Linked DNA regions of Sus scrofa: region 2 is linked to region 1. A link is a contact called in public HiChIP or PLAC-seq data. All regions are on one chromosome and are shown on one strand. The core of a region is the stretch at or near the end of the contact, and the rest is flanking DNA. Distances in the headings are between cores, read along the strand shown.

The links. HiChIP or PLAC-seq counts read pairs in DNA pulled down with a chosen protein or histone mark.
Region 2: a contact with region 1 is called in an H3K27ac HiChIP or PLAC-seq map of alveolar macrophages. The contact joins two enhancer-like sites. A contact is called at or near these places in 14 of 47 Hi-C or Micro-C datasets (brain, embryonic fibroblasts, epiblast stem cells and 9 more) and 2 of 2 datasets of contacts at active chromatin or transcription factors (alveolar macrophages and skeletal muscle).

The regions. Positions count from the first base shown.
Region 1 is chr17:47,643,620-47,650,974 of Sscrofa11.1, reverse strand. SDC4 (syndecan 4) reads left to right here. Exons shown (of 5, transcript NM_214284.1): 5 at 313-588. The coding sequence ends at 464. Among named protein-coding and RNA genes, the nearest start is that of RBPJL, 16 kb to the right of the region's middle. Within about 2 kb of position 4,119, at least 4 of the 83 cell types and tissues checked have an H3K27ac peak or open chromatin away from gene starts, as enhancers often do. A contact at or near this core is called in alveolar macrophages, where this site is marked.
Region 2 is chr17:47,980,917-47,988,271 of Sscrofa11.1, reverse strand. The region is part of intron 1 of WFDC3 (WAP four-disulfide core domain protein 3); the gene reads left to right. LOC110257454 (a long non-coding RNA gene) reads right to left here and starts at 1,445. Exons shown (of 2, transcript XR_002340062.1): 1 at 1,258-1,445; 2 at 765-1,138. Within about 2 kb of position 4,876, at least 15 of the 83 cell types and tissues checked have an H3K27ac peak or open chromatin away from gene starts, as enhancers often do. A contact at or near this core is called in alveolar macrophages, where this site is marked.

The sequences.
Region 1 (7,355 bases), core at 2,870-5,369:
GACCCGGTGCTGGGAAAGAACCTGGCCTTGGACTCAAGCAGATGTGGCTTGGAAGGGTGGCTCTGTTACTCTGGTTCTCTGGTTTTCAGGGACCTTCGGGGACCCCCAGGGACCCCCTTCTCCCTAATGAGGTTGTGAGAATTCCCTTAAGAAAGGCATCCGCCCAGCATGCCCAGCACATACCGAGGTGATGGCCAGCGTGTCTAGTTCCAGGATGTGTCGGTGTCAGAGACCCGACAGGGCAGAAGCGGCCAGCGTCCCAAGGTCCCGACGGGCAGCTCTCACCTGGCCGCTCCCCTCTCTCCTCTGCAGCTCTGATTGTGGGCGGCATCGTGGGCATCCTCTTTGCTGTTTTCCTGGTCCTGCTGCTGGTGTATCGGATGAAGAAGAAGGACGAGGGCAGCTACGACCTGGGCAAGAAACCCATCTACAAAAAAGCCCCCACCAATGAGTTCTACGCCTGAAGCTTCCTCACCTGCACCTGCTTGGACTTTGGGGGTGGGGGGTGGGGATGCTGAAGGATCGTGAAGAGTGGACCTGAGGGGAGGGGGAGGGCAACCCAGTACTGACCTCTCAGCACCCCCGGCTCTGATTCCGGCTTCCGTGTCCGAAGAGAGCTCGCCTTCTACTGTTCCTGCCTGCCTGTCTTTGATTCGCTGGGCCTCCATTGTCCCAGTGGAAAAACGGGGTTACACTTGGCCTTTCTCAAGGCACGCTTGGAGTTGGATCGTTTCTTAAACTTCCAGTTTAGAATCCAGCCCCAGCTTGGAGCCTATACTGAACAGTGTACCCTTTCTAAAGGTCTTTCTAAGCTATACGAATCCTGCTGGAGATACCCCAGCCCCATCCCCATCAGCCTGTCCCTCTGCCAGCAGCTGGACAGCAGCTGGGAGAAGGAACCAGAACCATCTGTCTGCACCTTGAGAGGCGTCTGCCAAAAGGCACCTGCGACCACACACGGGGCTCTCTGGTCCACCTGGGGCCATTCTAGCCTCTTTCGAGTGACTTTTGGAAATCAACTTTTTTTTTTTTTTCATTTGGAGAGGGTGAGGAGAAGAATTGAAGGTTCATCCTGAAAGCGACTTATGGAATACCTGTAAGTCTATTTTTCATGGGGTATTTTTTTTTTTTTTTTTTTTTTTTAATGGTCCATGGCTTTGTACAGAGCCTCTCTCCCTGGGCGCGAGTGCTCAGAAGCCCAGGCCGTCTCCACACCCTTGCACCTTTCCACAGTACCTGCTAAGTTTGTATTTAATGGTTTTTGTTACTTAAAATGAGAGAAGAGTCAGAAGTATAATTTTTATTAATTTTTTTTTTTTTTTTTTACTATTTATACCTTCAGATAAGGGCCCCTTTCCCTCTTGTTTCTTTTCCTTTAAATCCCCCACCCCCTTTTTTTTAATGATACACCCCTGCTCATGTCCTTGGCCCTTTCTGAAGCTACTTCCTCTAAGAAGCTTTTGCTGAAATATAGTTTTCTAGCAGATTCCCAAAATATAATGTAGGGGATGGTGGGATATTTGTGTCTCTTTTCATGTAATATATTATTATTCTTCCTTGGTTCTAGACAAATAGATAAATATATTTTTTCAGGAAATAGTGTGATATGATACTCCCGTTTGAAGTTGGGTGGGTGATGGAGTGAGTGCATTTTTGTGTGGCTGAGTGGAGTTTTCGCCCCCTTCTCTTCGTCCCGTTCCTGGTGCCTTCTGAGCGGGCTGGAGAACCTTCTCTCTAGCTTTTGCTTTGAGCCCAGCTGGGGTTCCTTCCTTCGCTGTCTCCAAATGGAAGGGAACATTGGAGAGAGAGCTGCCCTCTGCAGTAGGGCAGCCGCTAGCCACATGTGGTGAGTGGAATCAATTAAAATTACATGGAGTTGAGTGTTCTTTCCTCAGTTACACTAACCACATTTCAAGGGCTCAGCGGCCGTGTGTGGCTGGTGGCTGCTTCTGTACCAGATACGCCCAGGAGGGCCCCGTGGGCATCTGTGGGACAGCGCAGCTAGAGAACTAAACTGGTTCAACAAGTCACAGCCCCCACCTTGGCTGGGGTGACCTTTGTCTCCCTGGACAAAGGGGAATGGGGGAGGGCTGATCAGGCCCTGGCTCTGGGGCCTGATGAGCCTTCCCCTCCAGGGAGGAGAGGCCTGGCGGCTTAACCTGGGCAGGCTGCCTCTCCTGACCCCATTGGCTGGGATCAGGGGTGGGGTCACCCTCGCTTCCTTCACCTTTCACCCCCACCACCCCGGGTCCCAGCTGGCTGGGTCCTCTTCCCCCCCTCCCATGTCCCTTCCCTCCAGCCATGTTGGGAGCAAGCACCTCACACTCTTGTCTGTTACTGATTTTTTGATAAAAAGATAATAAAACCTGGTACTTTCTAGACCTCCTGGCCTGCCTCTATCCTTTCAGAGTTCGTCAGACGTCATCCTTTCCCTTGATCTCAGGGCAGCCTGAAAGAATTGCTGCCAGACACCCAAGAAGGAGGTATCAGAAGCTAAGACAGCTGGGAAGGGAGGGAGGAAATCAGACACACACATCGCGGCCCCTGGGCCATGTCGTGCCTACCTCAGAGTTTTCTTTAGATGGCATCGTGTTTAAAAATCAAACAAAAATCCTTGGATTAGTTGCCAGCTATGGAACTGAGTCTGTTTCCCATAAGAATGTAGATTCCTGAGAGTTCCCGTTGTGGCTCAGTGGGTTAAGAACCTGACCAGTGTTCATAAGGATGCAGGTTCAGTCCCTGTCCTCGCTCAGTGGGTTAAGTAAGGGTCCATTGTTGCCTTGAGCTGAGGTGTAGGTCGCAGATGCAGCTTAGATCCCACGTTGCTGTGGCTGTGGTGTAGGCTGGTAGCCGTAGCTCCCATTTGACCCCTAGTCTGGGAACCTCCATATGCCATGGGGTGTGGCCCTAAAAAACAAAGGCAAAAAAAAAAAAAAAAAAAAAAATCCAGATTCTTAAATGAGGGAATAAAAATCAAGATTTGCTGATTCTTAGGCTGCATGGTGAGCACTGGGCGTTGCCGTCTAGAGGCAGGTTCTCCTTCCCCACAGCCTCTGTCACCTGTTTCACTCACATCACCTGCTTGGCCTCTGGGCATCGTAGCTGCTGGGTTCTGTATAGATACCACTGACACCTCTCTTGGTCTTCATTACCCTGAGGTGGGTAAGAACCCTTTAACCAAGGAGACACCCACCCTTTGCTGGTTTGTGCAGAGTTAAGCCTTCATTCCAGGGCCTGGGGCTTGGGTGGTCTTCCTTTGGCAGGCACTTCATGGCCCAGTGCTTCGTTGGGGTCAAGGGAAGGATGCAACGAAGAAAGGGCAGTGGAAACAAAGCGGAGTTCCTGTTGTGGCTCAGCAGGTTAAGAACCTGACTAGTATCCATGAGGACACGAGTTCGATCCCTGGCCTCCCTCAGTGGGTGAAGGATCTGGTGTTGCCATGAGCTGTGGTGTAGGTCTCAGACACAGCTCGGATCCCACATTGCTGTGGCTGTGGTGTAGGCAGGCAGCTGCAGCTCCGACTGGACCCCTAGCTGGGGAACCTCCATATGCTGCCGGTGCAGCAACAAAAAGGAAATAAAAAAGGGAGTTCCCATCATGGCTCAGTGGTTAACAAATCCGACTAGGAACCATGAGGTTGTGGGTTCGATCCCTGGCCTCACTCAGTGGGTTAAGGATCTGGTGTTGCCGTGAGCTGTGGTGTAGGTCTCAGACGTAGCTCAGATCCAGTGTTGCTGTGGCTCTGGTGTAGGCCAGCAGCTGTAGAGCTGATGGAAAAAAAAAAAAAAAAAGAAGAAAGAAACAAACCCTCACATTGCAAATGTTCATGGTGGAAACCCACTCTCTGTTTTATATCTGTCATAATACTGCAAAATAGGTGCTATTACTAGTCTCATTTTGCAGAAATGGCAGCTAAGAGGTGAAGTCACTTACCCAAAGAGACGCAGCTTACCAAGAGTAGAGGCAGGATTTGAACCCAGGCGGTCTCTGGGGTTTGAACCCAAGGCTCTGGAGTTTCTCACAAACACATTGCCTATCAGAGGGTTTATGTCACCCAGGCCCGCTTCACTCCCTTGGAAGTTTGGTTTCACATCCTTCCTGAGACCCATGAGGCTTGAGTCAGTTTCTGTTCCTTGCAACTTGAGACACATCTGTCAGAGCTGTGCTGTCCCAGACAGTGGCCACTTAGTCACATGTGGCTATTTTAAAGAGTTAATAAAAATTCGAAAACAGTCACTTCCTCAGTGGTACTAGTTGCAGTTCAAGTACTCAACAGCCACATGTGGCTGGCGGCTGCACTGCTGGAGGAGGCAGATATAGAACATAATGAAGGTGGTAGCAATTTTGTTAGAGCTGTGTTGGATGTATAAAACCAGGGTTCGGGACCTCAGGATTTGGATTTCAGCTTATTAGCTGTTAGCCTGGGCTCCTCTGGGGAGGTAGGTTAGAACCTGGCCCATAGGAAGTGCTCCAGAATTGGCACTTTACACTCAGCATAAGCACATCTTTTGGGTAAAGTATTTGTTCCCCAGACTTAGGGATTTACATAAATATCTGGGTCAGGAATTAGTTAGCTGGTTCCAGGGTCTTCTGAGGTTGTAGTCCCAGCGTTGGTCAAAGCTGTAGTCCTCTGAAAGCTTGACTGGACGGGAGGAGCCACTTCCAAGATGGCGCACGTACATGCCTGGCGAGATGGTGCTGACTGTTGGCAAGAGTCCTGAGTTCCTTGCCATGTGGACCCCCGTAGGGCTGATGGAGTGTCCTGATGACATAGTGGCTGGCTTTTGCCAGAGAATGATTGAAGAGAGCCAAGTGGAAGCTATCATACCTTTAATGGCTGAACCTCGGAAGTCACACTGTCACTTCTGTTAAATCTCATTGGTCACACGGGTCAGCCTTATTCATTGCGAGAGGGGAGGCCAGAAGGGCGGGCGTACCAGGAGGCAAGACTTGTCAGAAACCATCTTAAACGCTGGTTACTAGTAGCCCCATTGCTGGTCAACTCTGGACAGGGGTCTGTTTATCGGGAGAGCAAAGTCTGGGTGGAACTTGGTATATGATATTATTTCTGAGAGTTGGGCACGGAATGTAAAGTGGTTTGGACAATATTGGGCCAGTTTGGGGCATGATCTTGTCAGTCTTCTGAGGCAGCAGAAGCACTGACCCCTGTGTGGGGGAATTTCTTCTTGGGGGCGCAGGAAAGCTTACTGGCCACAAAGATTCCCCCTTGTCCATAGTTTGCTATATGGTTTTAGGGAGGAGGATGGTCAGAGTTTTAAGCTGGCCCCCAAGATTTCTGCCCCCTGGTGTATACAATCTGCATATTTTCTTCCCTTCAGTGTGGGCAGAACCCGTAAATATGATGGAAGTCACTCCCATGCTATGGTTATACTGGGTAACAAAGGAGAAGGGATGCTGTACCTGTAATTAAGGTCCCGAATTAGTTAGGTTTTGAGTTAGTAAAAAGGGAGATTATCCTGGGTGGGCCAGACCTAATCAGTTGAAAATACATGTAAGAGGGTCTGGAAGCTTCCTAATGAGAGTGATGCGCTCTTGTTGGCCCCCAAAGAAGCGAGCTGCTGTGATTTCTACAGCTACAAGGTCATGGAGTTTGCCAACAGCCACATGAGCTTGGAAGAGGACCCTGTGCCTCTAAGATACTGCAGCCCTGGCTGACACCTTGATGACAGCCTTGGGAGACTCTCAGCTGAAGACCCAGCTAAGCCGTGTGTGGACTCCTTGCCCATGGACCTGTGGAACAATAAATGGTGTTGTTTTAACCTGCTATGTTTGTGGTTATTATTTATGTAACATAGAAAATAAATACAAGAAGGTCACGCCTCCTCTGGCCCATCAAATTCCTTATCTGTTAAAGGGAAGAAGGTTGGGAGTTCCCTCAGTGGCTTGGTGGTTAATGAGCCCACCTAGGATCCATAAAGATGCAGGTTCGATCCCTGGCCTCGCTCAGTGGCTAAGGATCTGGCGTTGCCATGAGCTGTGGTGTAGGTTGAAAATGTGGCTTGGATCTGGCGTTGTTGTGGCTGTGGTGTAGGCTGGCAGCTGTAGCTTTGATTTGACCCCTAGCCAGGGAACTTCCATATGCCTTGGGTGTGGCCCTAAAAAGATAAAAAAAAAAATGAAGTTTTGCGGGGAGTTCCTGTTGTGGTTCGGTGGTTAATGAATCCGACTAGGAACCACAAGGTTTCAGGTTCGATTCCTGGCCTAGCTCAGTGGGTTAAATATCCAGTGTTGCCATGAGCTGTGTGGTATAGGTTGCAGACTCGGCTCGGATCCTGCGTTGCCGTGGCTCTGGCATAGGCTGGCGGCTACAGCTCTGATTAGACCCCTAGCCTGGGAACCTCCATATGCTGCGGGAGCAGCCCTAGAAAAGGCAAAAAGACAAAAAAAAAAAAAAAAAAAAAAAAAAAAAAAAAAAAGAAGAAGAAGAAGTTTGCGGTATTTAGATAATCTGTAAAAGTGCTTCTAAAGTAACAGTGGCAGCAACTAGCCCATATAAAGTGGTTAACTATGGGTCAGACGCTGTTGAAAATGCTTACATATATTATTACATTCCTCATGACACCTTATGAAACAAATCCTATTTTCCCCATTGACAAAAAAGGAAGCTGAAGCACAGAGAATTCAAGTGCACTGAACTTGCCAAACTCATCTAGTTACTATATAAAGCTTGGCTGTTGCCTGAAAAGCCACTATTAGCTCTGTGTTCCTTACGAGTGTGAGGAGAAAGGCATACATGTATGTATGTATAGTGTATGAATATATACAGATCTTTCTCGACTTGCAATGGGGATATGTCCTGATAAACCCATCGTACACTGAAAAGATCATAAGTTGAAAACAAATCGAACCTACTGAGCATCATGGTTTCGCCTGTGGGCACTTACATTAGCCTACAGTCGGGCAAAATCATCTAACACTAAGCCTACCTTTATCATAACGTGTTGACTCTCTCATGCAATTTACTGACATTGCACTGAAAGTGAGAAACACAGTGGTTGTCTGGGTCCAGAACGGTTGTAAGTGCAATCAGCAGTTGATTCTTGTGATTGATCTTGCGTGGCTGACCAGGAGCCGAGGCTCACTGCCGCTGGCCAGCATCAGAAGAGAGGTTTGGACTGCATAGCCCAGGAAAAGATCAAAATTCAAAATCGGAAGTACGATTTCTACCGCATGCGTCTCGCTTCTGCAGCACCGTAAAGTGGAACTATCATTAAGTCAACCACGTAAATCGAGGACCATCTGTACATGTACCCACTGGGACAAAACCAGCCAAGCCCAGGATACTCCCACCCAGGATGAGGGGCTGATGGTGCACGTCCAGACCCCAGCCAGGG
Region 2 (7,355 bases), core at 3,627-6,126, 340 kb before region 1:
GGCATACTACTCAGCCATAAAAAAGAACAAAATGCCATTTGCAGCAGCATGTATGGAACTAGTGGCTCTCATACTCAGTGAAGTGAGAAAGAGAAAGACAAATACCAAATGATATCACTTATATCTGGAATCTTATATAAAGCACAAACGAATCTTTCCACAGAAAAGAAATTCATGGACATGGAGAACAGACATGTGGTTGCAAAGGGGGAGGGGGAGGGAGCAGGATGGACTGGGAATTTGGGGTTAATGGATGCAAACTATTGCCTTTGGAATGGGTAAGCAATGAGATCCTGCTGTGTAGCACTGGGAACTATATCTAGTCACTTATGATGGAGCATGATAATGTGAGACAAAGAAGGTATATATGTATGTGTGACTGGGTCACCTTGCTGTGCAGTAGAAAATTGACAGAACACTGTAAACCAGTTATAATGAAAAAAGTTATTTAAAAAATACTGTTCAGGAGTCCCCATGTGGATTAGGGGGTTAAGGATCTGGTGGTGTCAGCATGCCATGGGTGCCGTCAAAAAAGAAAAAAAAAAAAAAAAGGACTGGTAAAGCAGCCCCACTCCATGCCTCATCCTCTGTTTGGCCTGCTTGTTTCTCAGGCACATGCCATCTTATTCTTGGTTTTAACTTTGCTTTGAAAAACAATAATTAAGTGCCTTCCATATTCTTAGAACTTTTCTAAAACATATATATATATATACACACATGTACAAAGGATACCCAAACCGTAATGAATTGTGGTCTGTGGTCTAGGCAGGCAGGGGAAGCTGCCAGAAGGGAAATCTCAGCATCCCTTTATTTATAGGCAGATTCGAAAGCTGTTGGGTAATTCCCAGTTGCCATAGTCACTTGTAGGGCTCTCTATTCAAATCTCAGCTCCAAGTTCTGTAAAGAGAGCAAAACGGAATCTCCCCAGGGACGGCCATCGTCTGTGGGACACGTGTCCTGTGTTGTTCTGGCTCTGGTAGATGGATTTCTTCTGCCCCTTACAAAGTCCCCATGACTGAAGTCTCCATTTATACATCATTTCTTCAACAACCATATATTGACTGTTTACTAGTTGCCAGATCCAGGGATGGGTTCTGGGTATATTCTGGGGGATGTCCGGCTGCATGGAACTCCTAGTCTAGTGGGAGAGAAAGAGATTTAACAAATAAGCATGTAAATATGGATAGTATTTCAAATATGGTAAGGACACGAAATAAAATGAAAGGGGGCTGAGAGAGAGAATAACTCGGGACTCACTTTAGATCGGGTGCTCGTGGAAGGCCAGGCTCAGAGAGTGACATTTAACCCGCAACCTGGGGTTGAGGTCAGCCAGGTGAAGGGTGTGGTGAACATTCCAGAGCGAGTGCCATGGTCTTGAGAAGGATCTTGCCACATTTGGGAAACAGAAGGAAAGCCAATACGGTTCGAAGGAGGGAGAAAATTAATCCAGGTAGCCTAGGAAGGGGGTCGTGGGGATGGAGAAAAGGCTGCCCAGTTGAGAAGATGGAGGTAGAAGTGACAGAACTTTCTGCTCGCTTCCTTGCCTCCTCCTCGATTCCCTTGAGAGGGTCCCCAAAGGTATTATACATTAGGAGTCGTCTAGTGGCTCAGCGGGGTAAGGATCTGCCATTGTCACCGCTGTGGCTCTGGTTACAGCTGTGGTGCAGGTTCGATCCCCGGCCTGGGAACTTCTGCATGCTGAGTGCCGCCAAAAAAAAAAAAAGAGAGAGAGAGAAAGAAAGAAATTGGTGATGTGTCTCTTGGCTGGCCCCTTCTCATTTTTCTTTTGTTTCAGTATTTTCATGGCTACTTTTGCTTGTTTGTACTTCCAAATATATTTTATAATCATATTGTATATCCCCTCCTCCCCCCAGTACTGAGGCTACTTTTATTGGAGAGTTGTTGGATGTATAAATTAACTTAGGGAGCACTGACTTTTTTTTTTTTTTGGGAGAATTGACATTTTCATAGTAATAAATTTTTTGGGGGGGTCATGTCCGTGGCATGCGAAGATTCTGGGGCCAGGGATCAAACCTGTGCCACGGCAGTGACAGCACTGGATCCTTAACCTGCTGAGCCACCAAGAAATGTCTCTTTGTTATCTCAAATGGGGTCTTACACTGTGTTTTCCATTATAGTTTTTTTTCTTTATTTTTAGGGCCACACCCACAGCATATGGAGGTTCCCAGGCTAGGGGTTGAAATCTGCTGGCCTACACCACAGCCACAGCAACGCAGGATCCAAGGTGCATCTGGGACCTATACCACAGCTCATGGCAACCCTGGATCCTTTAACCCACTGAGTGAGGCCAGGGATCGAACTCGCATCTTCATGGATGCTAGTCAGGTACAGTTCTCCTGAGCCACGCTGGGAACTCCATGTTTTTTAAAGGCAATGGAACCATTCTCTCATCTGAGTACATGTGTGGCAGCATATTACAGTGAAAAGGCCTAGATTTGGTGGTCAGAGCCCTGGGTTCAACCCTGAGCCTCACCAGTCACTGGCCTGTGGGTCCCTGGTTAAGTCTGCTTCTCTGAGCCTCAGTTCCCTTCTCTGTAAAAGTAGGAAGGAGAAACCTCAGAAGTTGTTGTCATGATTCAGAGTATGTACAGTGTTCAGCTCCTATGGAACATTAGCTCCCTTTTTTAAAAATTAATGAATTTATTACATTTATAGTTGTGCAATGATCATCACAATCCAATTTCATAACATTTTCATCCCGCAACCCCCAGCCGATCCCCCCACCCTCCAGCCTCTCTCCTTTGGAAACCATAAGTTTTTCAAAGTCTGTGAGTCAGTATCCGTTCTGCAAAGAAGTTCATTCTGTCCTTTTTTCAGATTCCACATGTCAGTGAAAGCATTTGATGTTGGTGTCTCATTTTCTGGCTGACTTCACTTAGCATGATAATTTCTAGGTCCATCCATGTTGCTAAAAATGCTGTTATTTCATTCCTTTTAATGGCTGAGTAATATTCCATTGTGTGTATGTACCACATCTTCTTGATCCACTCCTCTTTTTGATGGACATTTAGGTTGTTTCCATGTCTTGGCTATTAAAAATAGTGCTGCAATGAACATCGGAGTACATGTGTCTTTGTGAGTCATGGCTTTCTCTGGATAGATGCCCAGGAGTGGGATTGCTGGATCAAATGGTAGTTCTATTTTTTAGTTTTCTGAGGCATCTCCATACTGTTTTCCACAGTGATTGCACCAAAAACATTAGCTCCCTTCACCTTGCCTCCTAGAGCGGCCTTCATCAGGAGTACAGTTTTGTTTGTTTTTGGCCACAGCGTGCAGTGGCTTGATGTGGGATCTCAGTTCCCAGAGCAGGGAGTAACCCAAGGCCACAGTGGTGAAAGTGCTGAATCCTAACTACTAGACTACTAGGGAACTCCCAGGAATACAGTGTCTAACCAGCCCCTTTATCAGGAGAATCAGGATCATTTTCTCTTCCCTTGGTCACGTCAGCTCTCAGATGGGAGGGGCTTTCCTTCCAGCCACTCCTCCCCAGGTCACAGGCCCTTTCCCCTCTGTCTGTGGCTGGCTTCGGCAGCTCCCTTGGGCAGCCTGCCCATAACGGAGAATAGAGGGCTGTCCTCCTTGCCAGGACTCTTGAGGTCCAACTCTGGAACCAGAGCCTGGCAATCTGTCTCACGCGATTACTCACTGTCAGCTCGTGGGGCCTGGCACAATCTTCCCAGTGTTTGAAGGTGATGGCTGAATGGCCTTGGGGCTGAGGGTGAGGCTGGCACTCAGGCCAGGCACCTCTGTGAGCTGTTCTGGGCCCTGGCCAGCCAGCCCAGGCAGGGCTTCCTCTTTCCTTTGAGCCAGGCAGGCTAGAACAGGGACCTCCCTGAGATCTCCTGGAGCCCCCTGGTCCAGAGGGTTCCTAATCTGGTGGGAAGTGATATTGGCTGCTGGGTTATTAGTTAATTACTTTTCTCTGGCTCCAGTCCTGGGGAGGAGGGCTGGGCCACTCACCCAGCAGGACTGGCTGCTCTTCTCCTTCCGGCTCTGAACACTTTCTGCTTTCTTTTAGCCCTGATTTGCCAGAGCTTTACTGAGGCCTGTGCTGTCTGTTTGATAAGTAAGGTGGACAGTTGGCATGGTGCCTGAGGGCACAGGGCACATCCTGGGACCTGCTCCCCTGAGGCAGTTCTGGTCTTAGCGTGGGTGGGTCTGAATCCTGGCTCCTCTGCTCTCTTACTATGTGGCCTTGGGCAAGGGTTTTCTGTCTTTTTTTTTTTTTTTTTTTTTTGGTCTTTTTAGGGCTGCACCCACAGCATATGGAAGTTCCCAGGTTAGGGGTCTAATTGGAGCTACAGCTGCTGGCCTACGCCACAGCAACACAGGATCCGAGCTGCATCTGCGATCTACACCACAGCTCACTGCAATGCCAGATCCCTGACCCGCTGAGTGAGGCCAGGGATCAAACCTGCATCCTCATGGATACTAGCCAGGTTCTTAACCTACTGAGCCACAGTGGGAGCTCCTGGGCAAGTTTTTTTCATCTCTCTGAACCTCACTTTTATCATCCTTAAAATGGAGATAAGGATATTTATCTCCTAGGGTGGTAACACAGTGTCCGTCCATTTGGGCTGGTGTAACAGAGTACCATGGACTAGGTGGCTTCTAAACAACAGTAATTTCTTTTTTCAGACAAAAACAAAAACAAAAACAAAACAAACAAACAAAAACAAAAAACAAAACCCAAAAAGAGCACTCTGCTGATGTGTGAAGAATGGACAGGGGAGGGCAGTAGATGACAGGCCAGTTAAGGGGCCCTGGTGGCAGGCAGGGCTGGGACCAGGGTAGGGCAGTGACAGAGCAGATGTGGAAAAGTGGCAGACGTGTAGCACTTTTGAAGGTGGAGCTGACTGGACTGGGGAAAGAAGTTAGCAGAAGTGGGTGCTGAGGAAGAGGAAGTGTTAAGAAGGGTGCTGGGTGAGAGCGGTCCTCTGTACAGAGCAGGGGACAACTCTGAGAGAGGGAGGATCTGGAGTGAAGATCCAGACCATGGCCTAAGACTTGTCCCCTTTGGCTTCCGCATGGCCCCCTCCCATTGTGTGGAAGTTGACTCTCCTTCATCCCCCGGGCCCCCGTGTTTTGCTTCTTACAGTGTGGGCATTATGTCCTTTGTATGGACTGATGGTCTGGGCTCCCTGTGTGTGGGGGGTCGCCTTTTCCTGAAACCTCACTGCTGGTTGTACAGCAGAGTTACCACAGCAGGCCTGAGATTGATCTCAGAAAGGCCTGCTCACAACATCACCTTGGCTGGCTTCTGGGCATTTGGATTTTGAGAAGGTTCCTACCACCCTAACCAATAAGAGTGGTACGTGCCAGGCAGAGAGTGTCCATGTGACCAGTCCCCAGGAAGAACCTGGAGTCACTAATGAGCTTCCCTGGTACAGGGCACTCGGCACGTGTTGTCACAGCTCCGTGCTGGAGGGACAAAGTGCATCCTGGGAGACTCCCCTGGGAGACGGCTCTTGGAAGCTTGTGCCTGATTCCTTTGGACTTTGCCTCATGGACCTCTTCCCTCTGATGATTGTGCTTTGTGAATTTTTTTTTTTTTTTTCTGCTCCTTGGCATATGGAGGTCAAGGGCAGCCAGGGATGACTTCCGAGCCTCAGTTGCAACCTACCCCGGGGAATTGAATCCTCATCCTGGTGCTGCAGAGACGCCGCCAATTCCATTGTGCCACAGCGGGAATTCCTGCTTTGTGTTTGGGGGCTGTAATAAATCATGGCCATGCGTACAACTGTGTGCCAAGCTCTGTGAGTCCTAGTGAATGCCCGAACCTAGGAGTTGTCCTGGGGGCTCTGGACACACTGGTTTATAAGTTTCCCCAACCTCTTAAACAGTCAACCACGATCTTCTTTTGTGGCAGAATTGAGCTGAATGTCACCGTTGATTTGTCTTTGATCCTTGTGGGAACGGAGGGGATCATAACGATGTGGGTTAAAGGGCACTAGACTGGGAGTTCCCGCTGTGGCCAGTATCCAGAGCACGTGGGTTTGATACCTGGCCTTGCTCAGTGGGTTAAGGATCCCGCGTTGCCAAGAGCTGTGGTGTAGGTCGAAGACGAGGCTTGGATCCCATGTTGCTGTGGCTGTGGCTTAGGTTTGACCCAATTCTGTGACCAGTCCCTCCTATTTCTACATGTCTGTCTGTCTATTTACAAGAGAAGGGAAGTGGGTTTGAGGGCTCAGAAGGACCTTCTTGGCCTAAAAAGTTTTGAAATTTCACATTTCTGCCATGTCCTTCCCTAGCGGAAGTTTGGAACTGGGGCAACGGTAAAGACAAAGTGTGAGGAGTTCCTAGGCTTCAGCTTCTTGTTCTACTTTATTCTTTTCTTTTCTTTTTATGGCCGTGCTTGCAGGATATGGAAGTTCCCAAGTCTGGGATCAAATCGGAGCTGGAGCTGCTGGCCTGCGCCACAGCCACAGCAACACGGATCTTTAACCCACTGAGTGAGGCCAGGGATCAAACACCCATCCTTACGGACATTCTATTGGGTTCTTAACCCATTGAACCACAACAGGTCTCCTTTTTTGGTGAGAGCTTGAGATCTTGGCATTGGGGTGTATCTGGAGGCTAGGGATGGCTATCTGGCTATCGTTCCTATTTCTTAGTCTCATTCCTGCTAAGATAACTGTGAGGTGACAGGAAACCGTGTGATTTGAGGAACTGAGCTTATCTAGCCTGCTGAAGCCAAGACAGTGAAAGGCAAAGGATGTCTAAAGGGATTGGCACGAGCCATGTTTTTGCCAGGTCTCTGGGGCTAGGAAAAGGACCAGTGGAAACAGATTTCTCATTCCTAAGTCTGTCTAGCTTATGTAAGGATGGCACGGCCTTCCTTGGAGAGAGTGAGGCCCCTTTAATTCCAGCTGTTCAAGCTGAGAGTCAGGGATTGTTTGGCAGGAATTCAAGCATCAGACAGGTGGTCGGACTGGGTAAGCCTGCTGGGCACTGGTCCCAGGGGATGGGCTCTGACCCTCCGGGCTTCAGCCTTTCCTCCAAGGGTCCTTTCATGGCTTTGAATAGTTGACAAACCTCAGGGGCCTCAGGGAAGCCAGGTCTGGGGGGCAGTAGAGCTTTGATCTCTGTGCCTGGTCCTGGGATGAGGGTGAGAAGGTCAAGTGCTCCTGGCATTGGTTACTTCGGAATCGGGCACAGCAAAATGGTGACACCTGAGACGTGTTCTCTAGGCCTCTGTTCTCTAGGGGACAACGTGTAACTCCATGAGAAGTTTCTGTTGCGGGTTTTTCTCCCAACCACGGAGATTTTTTTTATTCCCAGCCTTCTCAACTATGGGATAAAAGGCTTTGTTCTTTGTTAAATGGATTTTAGTA